2 separate regions of the Arachis hypogaea genome follow, and region 1 is linked to region 2. The links are chromatin contacts, called in public Hi-C maps. All regions are on one chromosome and are shown on one strand. The core of a region is the stretch at or near the end of the contact, and the rest is flanking DNA. Distances in the headings are between cores, read along the strand shown.

What was found. Hi-C and Micro-C count contacts between places; a contact is called where the count stands out from the background.
Region 1: a contact with region 2 is called in a Hi-C map of an unstated tissue, with 5 times the contacts expected there. The contact joins the promoter of LOC112801225 here to the promoter of LOC114927691 in region 2. A contact is called at or near these places in 3 of 8 Hi-C or Micro-C datasets (leaf and an unstated tissue).

The regions. Positions count from the first base shown.
Region 1 is chr5:36,358,013-36,362,728 of arahy.Tifrunner.gnm2.J5K5, reverse strand. It overlaps LOC112801225 (polyubiquitin), which reads right to left and starts at 2,397. Exons shown (of 2, transcript XM_025843845.3): 1 at 1,066-2,397; 2 at 1-629. The coding sequence starts at 629. LOC112801224 (tyrosyl-DNA phosphodiesterase 1) reads right to left here. Exons shown (of 15, transcript XR_003201802.3): 11 at 4,385-4,438; 12 at 4,164-4,298; 13 at 4,008-4,088; 14 at 3,802-3,937; 15 at 3,346-3,728.
Region 2 is chr5:36,181,080-36,185,896 of arahy.Tifrunner.gnm2.J5K5, reverse strand. LOC114927691 (gibberellin 2-beta-dioxygenase 8) reads left to right here and starts at 2,215. Exons shown (of 3, transcript XM_029298322.2): 1 at 2,215-2,297; 2 at 4,279-4,732. The coding sequence starts at 4,287.

The sequences.
Region 1 (4,716 bases), core at 1,148-3,647, 180 kb before region 2:
TCTGCAAGAGTACGGCCATCCTCGAGCTGCTTACCGGCGAAGATCAATCTCTGCTGGTCCGGGGGAATGCCCTCCTTGTCTTGGATTTTGGCCTTCACATTATCGATTGTGTCAGAGCTCTCCACCTCAAGGGTAATTGTCTTTCCGGTAAGGGTCTTAACAAAGATCTGCATGCCACCACGTAGACGAAGTACAAGATGAAGGGTTGACTCCTTCTGGATGTTGTAGTCTGCCAAGGTGCGGCCGTCCTCAAGCTGCTTCCCGGCGAAGATCAACCTCTGCTGGTCCGGTGGAATACCCTCCTTATCCTGGATTTTAGCCTTGACGTTGTCAATGGTGTCGGAGCTTTCAACCTCGAGGGTGATGGTCTTGCCGGTGAGGGTCTTAACGAAGATCTGCATACCACCACGGAGACGGAGAACGAGGTGGAGGGTGGATTCCTTCTGGATGTTGTAGTCGGCCAAGGTGCGGCCGTCCTCGAGTTGCTTTCCGGCGAAGATCAGACGTTGCTGATCCGGTGGGATCCCTTCCTTATCTTGAATTTTTGCCTTGACGTTATCGATGGTGTCGGAACTCTCGACCTCGAGAGTGATGGTCTTTCCAGTGAGGGTCTTCACGAAGATTTGCATCTGCATCATCGTTAACAACAATTAAATAAGAAACTAGTTAAGGAAACATCCATTAAAATTCGCATCGTCATAAACAGATGAATCAGGATCAACAACGGATAAAAAAAAAAAACCTATAACCAAAATTGGTACAATTGATCTCAGATTTTTTCAGAAAATTTACGATCCGAAACAAAGGCCTTCGATCTTTCAGAGAACAACTAAAAATTGCAGTATAAAAGCGTGATCAAAACCGATCAGATTTAACAATTAAATATCATAAATCATTGCAGTATAAACAGATCTAGAGAAAATTTCCGAGGAACGAGGCAACAAAAGACATAACATAACGAATCTAAAACCGATCATATTGGCGCTTAAGAAGAAATGCCAAAACCCTACAGATGTAACTAAAGGGAACCAGAATCAAAAGCAAAGAGAAAGAGGAGGAAGGTACCTTGAAGGATTTCGGACAAACAGAGAGAGAATGAAAATGAGAATTTGAGAATGAAAATGAGAATTGTGAAGAAACAATAGGGTCTGGACGTTCCTTTATAGCATAAAGAGGTGTCCGCCTTATTCACGCAACAGAAAGAGGGTGACCGATTACCTTATCAGTTTGTGACACGTGTACGGTTGAGGTGTCAATTGACACTATAGACACGGCAATGTTTGGCCAGACGTGAAGGGTTGGAAATTGGAAGGCGTTGGTTGGAGTTAAGGCACCTCAGACCTCCCCATCACAAACAAACAACAAGCCACGCAAACGCTCTTCTCGTATTGACCGCCACGGCGTTATTATCTTTTTTTTTGTGGTAATAGATGTTATTATTATCTTATTATTATAGGTGGATCCTTAACATAATACTTGGGCCCACACAAGTTGTAGTAATTGGCAAGTGGGCTGAGAAAGGGGTATACCAAATCAAAAATCAAAATAAAAAAATAGCAAGTGGGCTTTTATAGATTTTATTATCACGGTGGGATCCACTGTCCATTAATCGGCAGCTGAGGCTGCAAAGAAAGATTCTATTTTTCATTTGGTGCATAATTCTTTTTACAAAATTAAAGATGTTGGCGTGTTGCTCTCTCTACTCTCTATATCTCTCTAGAGGATTATTAATCAGGAACACAAAACCGGCATTTAGTTTTCAAGCTTATCCACAATTGCACATTATTATCTATTATCTTATTACAACAATGCTAGGGAACCAACTCTATATAAGCCAAGAATCAGCCAACTGATAAATCAGAAGCACCGGTGACTTTAATCGGATGTTGCTAATGATAGGCATACGGATGTTTCTTTTTCTTGTAAATTGGATGGTTTTGGATATGATTTTTATGTTTCATGTGTTACGCATTAATAAAACATAATTAATTATATAGAACCAACTAATGAATGATCAAAAGATCTGTTCCGTGATTATCTCCTAACACTAACGTATCTTCCCTCATGTTTTGAACGTGATCAACAATAATTTAACAAACAAATTAAATTATAAATTAATAAAACTAATTATAATTAATTATGTTGTTCCATTCTTGACTGATTATTAGTTGGTTCCATATACTTTTCCATCTTATTATGATCTAACTTGGAAGAAACGGATCGGATAATCAACTGGAAAGAACATTGAGTGAATCCACTTTGTTTCTTTTTTATTTTTAAAGTCGTTTATCACCAAAAAATAATTTGGAGGAAAAAATTGAGAAATACTATATTATAACTCGTGGTATTTCAGCATCTTATATTAACTTTAAAAAAAATTATTTAGAGTAAAAAAAATTGTGTAAATTATAAGTTTTTTTTTTCAAAGTTAAAAATAAAACTCAAACCAAAAACACTTAAATAAAAATAAAAAAAATATATCATTTAAATTATAACTCATTAATAAAAATTATAAACTTTTAATTCAATTGAATGATCAAAATAGAATATTTCAAATTTTACCAACTATTAAAAGGTACTATTAAATTGAAAATTTTCTCCCACAACTATCAAATTGGTAATGCGACTTAGCATTGACTAGTCAAAGTCAACAGAAATGTAAGTTTAATGTTCAATTTTTCACTGACTTATAATGTGAATAGGAATCACTCACATAAAGACACTTAAAAACGTATTTTTTTTTAAAGATATTCTTTTAATAATTAAAATTTAATCTATATAATTGATCAAACTATATTATTTTTGTCAAAATTAGACGAAATAAATCGATTTAACCGAAAAATCGATAAACCAAATCTTGAACCAATTTAAATAATAGTTTTTATAAAAATGACTATAATACCCTTATTAAAAAAATGACTTAAAATATTTCTATTATATATTTTAAAAACTCTAAATCCTAATCTTTCTCTTCTCTCTATGCCATTATTGAATTAGAATTTAAAAATTTTAAAATTAATATATATAATAAAAATATTTTAGTCATTTTTTATAATAAGAATATTATAGTCATTTTCTATAAAAAGAATATTCATTTAGATCGATTCAAGATTTGATTTATCGATTTTTCAGTCAAATCAGTTTGTTTGGTCTAATTTTGACAAAAATAACACAATTTGATCAATTATATAAGTTAAATTTTAATTATTAAAAAATATCTTTAAAAAAATGTTTTAAGCATTTTTATGTAAGTGACTCCCATGTGAACAAATTAAACTTGATAAATATTCACTCTTTTGTACCCCCGGGGAGAGAAACCCGAAGAGAGAAAGAGCTAAGGCGTTATTTTAGCTAAATCATAAATCATTAAGAATATTCCCCTGGCAACTCCCATCGATAAAGTTCCCACATAATTTTCTAGTACTTAGTTATCTAACCTTTGATCACTTTCAAGTAATTACAATTTAAAATTGTATTGAACCCTTTTTTTCTTTTAGGTGATAGATATTGAACAATAAACACTACTAATGAAAAGAGAGAAAAAATGAAAAATGAGAGACCTTTGTCATAGATAACTCAATGCTGGCATGGTGCTAAGGAGGAAAGTGAATGGTACTATGTACATTTAGAGCAGAGCAGCAACAGCAAGTAGCAAGCTCACGTGCGTGGCCAAACTTGGCCATATACATCTTTCTTACTATATCGCCGATCCCAGGACCAGGGAACATCTGCATGAGAGAACAATAATTAGAAGACATACATAACAACTTCTTTTTAACATGTGATGTGAGAAATACTGACCTTGTGAGGAATAAGGTTGGGGAGGGAGCTCGTAAGGAACAGGTAACGGAATGGTCAGTTGAGATGTTGAGTGTGTTTGCTCCCTTCTCAGCCCACTTAGGCTAACTAGTTTTGCTTTCTTCACTTCATATTTATCCTGTAATTCTTAAATGTCAGCATCGGAGTTCTTTTCCCTTCCTAGCACCAAACCATATCAAATAAGCTACCTCAGTTTGTGTAACATTACTGGTACATGAAAATCCACCACCACCCCTTTTAAGCATCGTTGGTAGAAAGAGCACTCCCAACTGAAATGAAACGAGATCAACTATACAAATATTCGGGATTCTTTCTTGTGTCTGACAAATGACAAGGATACGTACCTCGTATGAGCGAATCATGAACTGAGTGTTATTCTTCTGAAGAGTTCCCCAGGCAGCTTTGCTAAGATTTGCTGAAGTCAACAAGAACCAACTATTTGGGAAGAAGGGAGTTTCACAAGTAAGCACGACTTAGCACTGCAGTAAATGATATAAGCATCAACGTATTCAAACAAACAAAAGAGAAATTGAACCGCATAGAGTTGGTCCTGTGAAGCTCTTACGCTAGATTCTGACCACTGTAACGAGTGAAAGTCTTTATATGGGGCATAGCACGGCTGAAACATAGAAAAAGCACAAGAATAACTATTATAATTTGTGAGGCACAAATGTACATCTTCTCGAATAAAAAATTTAGGCATAGTCAGAATCAACAAGTTGGACTTTTTGTGGGGCTTTAAAAACTAGAGCCAAGAGGCTTGGGAGGACGGGGGTTTCTAAATAATACTTTCTATTGAGAAGGAAACAGATCATGCCACAAGCGGTAAAGCAAAATTTTCCATATATAATTGATCACGGTTTTCTTTACAAGGGTTGCAGAGGTAATTATTATAGT
Region 2 (4,817 bases), core at 966-3,465:
TTGGTGTTTGAAACACACACTAGCTACTGCAGAATAATGTCAAACATTGATAGGCAAGTTGCTGTGACTGTTGAACATGCATGTATGTATGGTCCCTTTTCATATTTCATTGAAAGTAACTTGTGAATAAACAAGTTAAATTGCAAAATAGTGATCGAGTGAGTAGTACTAGTATCAGAGAATATGGGTCATGGGCGCGTGGGGGTACGTAGAGGCGTGCACATGCTTTAACACATACTCGCCAGGGGCAGGGGCCAGGGCCAAATTTGAGACAGAAAACGTGTACATATATATGCCCGTATAGTCTCCACGAAAGGACTTTGATACAACCAACGAATGTGTAGCCATAAATAATTAATAAGGGGAGGGCCAGAAACCACACCACCCCCAAAAAAATTAAAATAGCTTCCATTGTGATCTTCTAATTTCCACATATTTTCCTTTTTCTTTATTTATTTATTTCGTGTTTATATTGCATGCTACATGCATGCATATCTGGTGCGTCCACCGACCCTGCCCCCCTTACCACTGATTAATGATCGCATACATATCATGGATGTACCATATAGATAGAATTCCCTGTATAGTGTGCCTACTCTTTATTGGAAATATCAGCTTAATTATATATGCACCACTATTATTCTTCTCGCTTAGCTTTTATTAATTTGCTACTCCACTAATACTACTAATTATTGATTGCATGGTGATATATCTTGTCCACATTTCTAATGAGAAGTTATGTGTGAATGACAACAGATGCCATGCCATGCCAATCGCAAACGCTAGGAAGACGCTGGAATTAAGTGTACCCTGCCTACCTAGCTAGCTAGCTCACTCAAATTAAATATCGTTCATTCATTATATTTTAGGCTTAGGCATTATGCTTGCTAGCTATTTGTTGTTACATACATACAAATCGTTTTTAATTTATGTTGATGGGAGCTGGGGCCAAATACTGTTATAATTATTATTCCCAAGAAAACGTGGTAAGCAGGGTGGATCGCAGGCATAATATATAATTACTTCGCGATGAAGCGAGCCACGTTAGCGCATCAACGTATGCATAATTTGCAGAGTGGTGATGGAATTGGGCATGCAATATGTTTGATTATTAAGTTATTGAGATGGATCCTTGGCAGTGAAGTCGTGGTTCTAGAATTGGTAATGAAAACTGAAAAGCAACGCACATGGCATTGCCCCAAATGTTGACGTGCATGTGACCCAAGATGGAGCCACGTTTGGGTGCCGACATGGACTCCCTCATTTCCCTATGGCCCCGCTGCGTTTTCCACACCCTTTCACATGCCCTCTATTTTTCACTTCCTCAATATTGCCTCCCCATTTTTATCAATCTATTCTTCCTCTGCTAATTAATTAAACCAATCACTTTCTCCTCTACACCATACATCAAATTTCTACTTACCTCTATTTTCATTTGACCCATATATATATATATATATATATATATATATATATATATATATATATATATATATATATATATCTTTTATGCAAAAAAAAAAAATACTATCACAGTAGAATTTCATCACAGTCAAATTATTATTTTATATTAATCACCATGAACTTTTCTATTATTAGGTCATGATGAACTCCTAGTGTCTTCCTGAATACTATTATAATTAAGAGATTTTTCTAAAAAAAATGTTTTCCTTAATTATTGTATAAGTTTTTAACTAAATATAGGTGCTTATCATTGTATGGAATAATTCTCTTTTTTTAAGCAAATCATTCTTGAGTTTTCTATCTGATCACTATGCAATGAAAAAGACATTCATGATTGGTTTAATTATTATAAGGAATTGACAAATGCTGCTGATTTTCCAAAAAGTAAAACTGGAGACGAAACAATAAATTTCTTATTTGTGTCTAATCAATGAATCAATCCTTGAATAATATATAGAGCAATCATTGGATACTTTTGAGACTGAGGTAAAAAAATTGATTGGTATGTATTTTGGATTTATTTGTAGAGTAAAACAAGTAAAAATTATTGAAAAAAATTAAAGAAGTAAAACCAAGGGGAATACTATACTAGATATATTTTGTCTGATACAGCATGAGCCGCGTGGTCTTTTCCTTAGCATAAAATTTCAATCATCTAAAATCTAAATGTCCTTTCTGCAGTATCATGCATTCAAAATTATTTACGGTATTTCTGCCTATAAATCATTAGTTATGGTACATATAGCACCCCAACTTGAAATGTGTTCAAACGTATAACTACCTACTATATACTCTTCTCTTCTTTTCTCTTCTCTAAGTGCGTTTTCTAGCAGGTTAGTCATATATATGAAAATATATAGTCTCTGGATATTGTGTGCTTATTTAATCAATTTAATTCTTTCCCTAACGTATTTGCTAGTGTTAATGTCTATTTTAAGTTATTATAACAATAGCTGAATTATTATTCTAAGCATCATGCACGTAAAATCCTTTCTCTTTCTGCTTGTGCTCACTCCGCAAGAATTCATGGTAAGCTGAAGATTGTTGTTAAACTAACAATGGATTTGTGTGCAGTGTTGTTAGTATCCATGCATATAATATAAGATAGAAATTTACGTACACATGTATTTATATCAAGTTGATATCTAAAAATAGTTAAATAATAATTTAACTAAATATATTAAATTATTTTATAATTTTTAATTATCAATTTTATTTAAAAATAACTCTAATTGTCTACAATAATATAATATAATAAGACTACAGCTTGAATACTGTTTGCTGAACCAATATTACTCTAGCATCGATCTGGTAATGTCTTGAAAGTAAATTCTTCAACTTGCACTTATAATATGATTCTTAAACTCACTCAAAAGTCAACAGATCAAGTCACTAGGTTTGAATATTTGACCATTAATTCTAACTAGAAAAATGTGACCATGTGAATGTGTCAACTTATGGTCTGGAATTTTAATTATACATATAGTTTTATATAAATTCTGTTAGCCACATAAACATACATGTGGAATATCAGTAGCAATAGCTGCTGGTAATTGATCATTATTATGTGTGCAGTGTGCACACACATTCATGTGATGATGACTTTATTCCTAGTGTAAAATGAAGAATATAGTTTAGCTAGTTTATTATGTTCTTCAATTTGACTAATTAAGCTTTCTGCTATATTTTAATATATGCATGTCAGAATAACAAAAGTAGTGGCGGTGTAAATAAATACAGTGTAACAGTGGTTCCCTGCTGTGTTATATGGTGTACTTGCATAAATGTTTTCAAGATGAGCGGATAAGATGGCTAGTATCTAGGCACACTAGACAGAAAAATCCGAATCCGTCCAGCCACTATTTATTTGACCCTATATAGAAATTAAATGCAACTTTGTTATTATTGTTACCGTGCCTTGTGGAAATTCTTTTCCTTGTAAACTTTTACCTAGGTGGAGACGCAACTCTATCTACTCTATTTATTCCTAGATATATACGTATTTTGCACCATAGATATTACATATTGCTAGCCAGCACACAAACATAAACGTCCGTAATTATTTGTATCTTTCTAGTTAGGTTGTGGAATTGAAATTCATACCAAAAAAAAAAAAAAAAAGCCAGCAAATAAACACGGTTCGGAGACCACCAAGTTACTGAGGGCCCTAATCATCCACTGTAGTCTTCAACCCAAAATTTAAACAACTATATGGTACCTATTTCCCTCTATCTTTTGTTTATATAACATTATTAAAATTATGGCATTGTTACTGTACTTAGTAACTTGTAGAATTTGTTTTCTGCTGGTGTACTGTGACTTCTTGAAAGTTAAATATAGCAGCAAGTTAAGCAAGCTAGTGATGAGAAGTTTAACTCATGGAAAAGTAATGAAGATCGTATGATTTTTGGAGAATAATCTATCAAAGTTAAAGGAATCGGATGTTATTTTGTCACCAGAAGTCGTAGTTGGAATTAAAAATTAAACATATATATATATATATATATATATATATATATATATATATATATATATATATAGTGTGAAAAAAAAAAGAATTAAAAAAGGCGAGCAGCATCTCTGATCACTCGTTTAATTTTTCTGAACAAAAAGACATGCAAACTACCTTTGTCTCCAAAGCCTAAAGCGTTTTCATCAAAGACGAAATAAAAAGAAACCAAAAAGTCGATTTGTCCGTATATATATCTCTCTGTTATTTCAATTCTTCAAAGAAATTATTTTTCCCTTTCTTTAATTCGAACATATAAACATAACATTCCCTCTCCCCCATTCATCACCTTTCTCTAAGTGCAGCAAACTATATGGCATCCATTTGGGACCCACCGTTCATGGAGGCATACAAGAACTTGTTGGAGAAGAAAGAAGATATGAGGAATAATAATGAGGTGGTGGTGGTTGAGGAATGCGAGCTTCCGGTGATAGATCTGAGCCTCTTAGAAGCGAGTGAGGAGTTGGCGAGGGAAGAGTGCAAGTCACAGATAGCTAGGGCTTCTGAGGAGTGGGGATTCTTCCAGGTTGTGAAGCACGGCATCTCCGGCGACATACTGAAAAGGCTGAGGTGGCAGCAGGAGAAGGCCTTCAAGGAACCTTTCGATGTGAAGGCCAAAGAGGACAACTTCTCCGCCGGTGCCTACCGCTGGGGATCCCCTACTGCCACTTGCATCAAACAGTTATCTTGGTCTGAGGCTTTTCATATTCCCTTAACCGATATCATTGGCTCCAATAATATTCCATCCAACACTCTCAGGTATATTAGAATCTATTATTTTTGGCCATCAGTTATTAGCTTATTCCATTTCCGGCACATTATTACATGCATGATATATATGCAG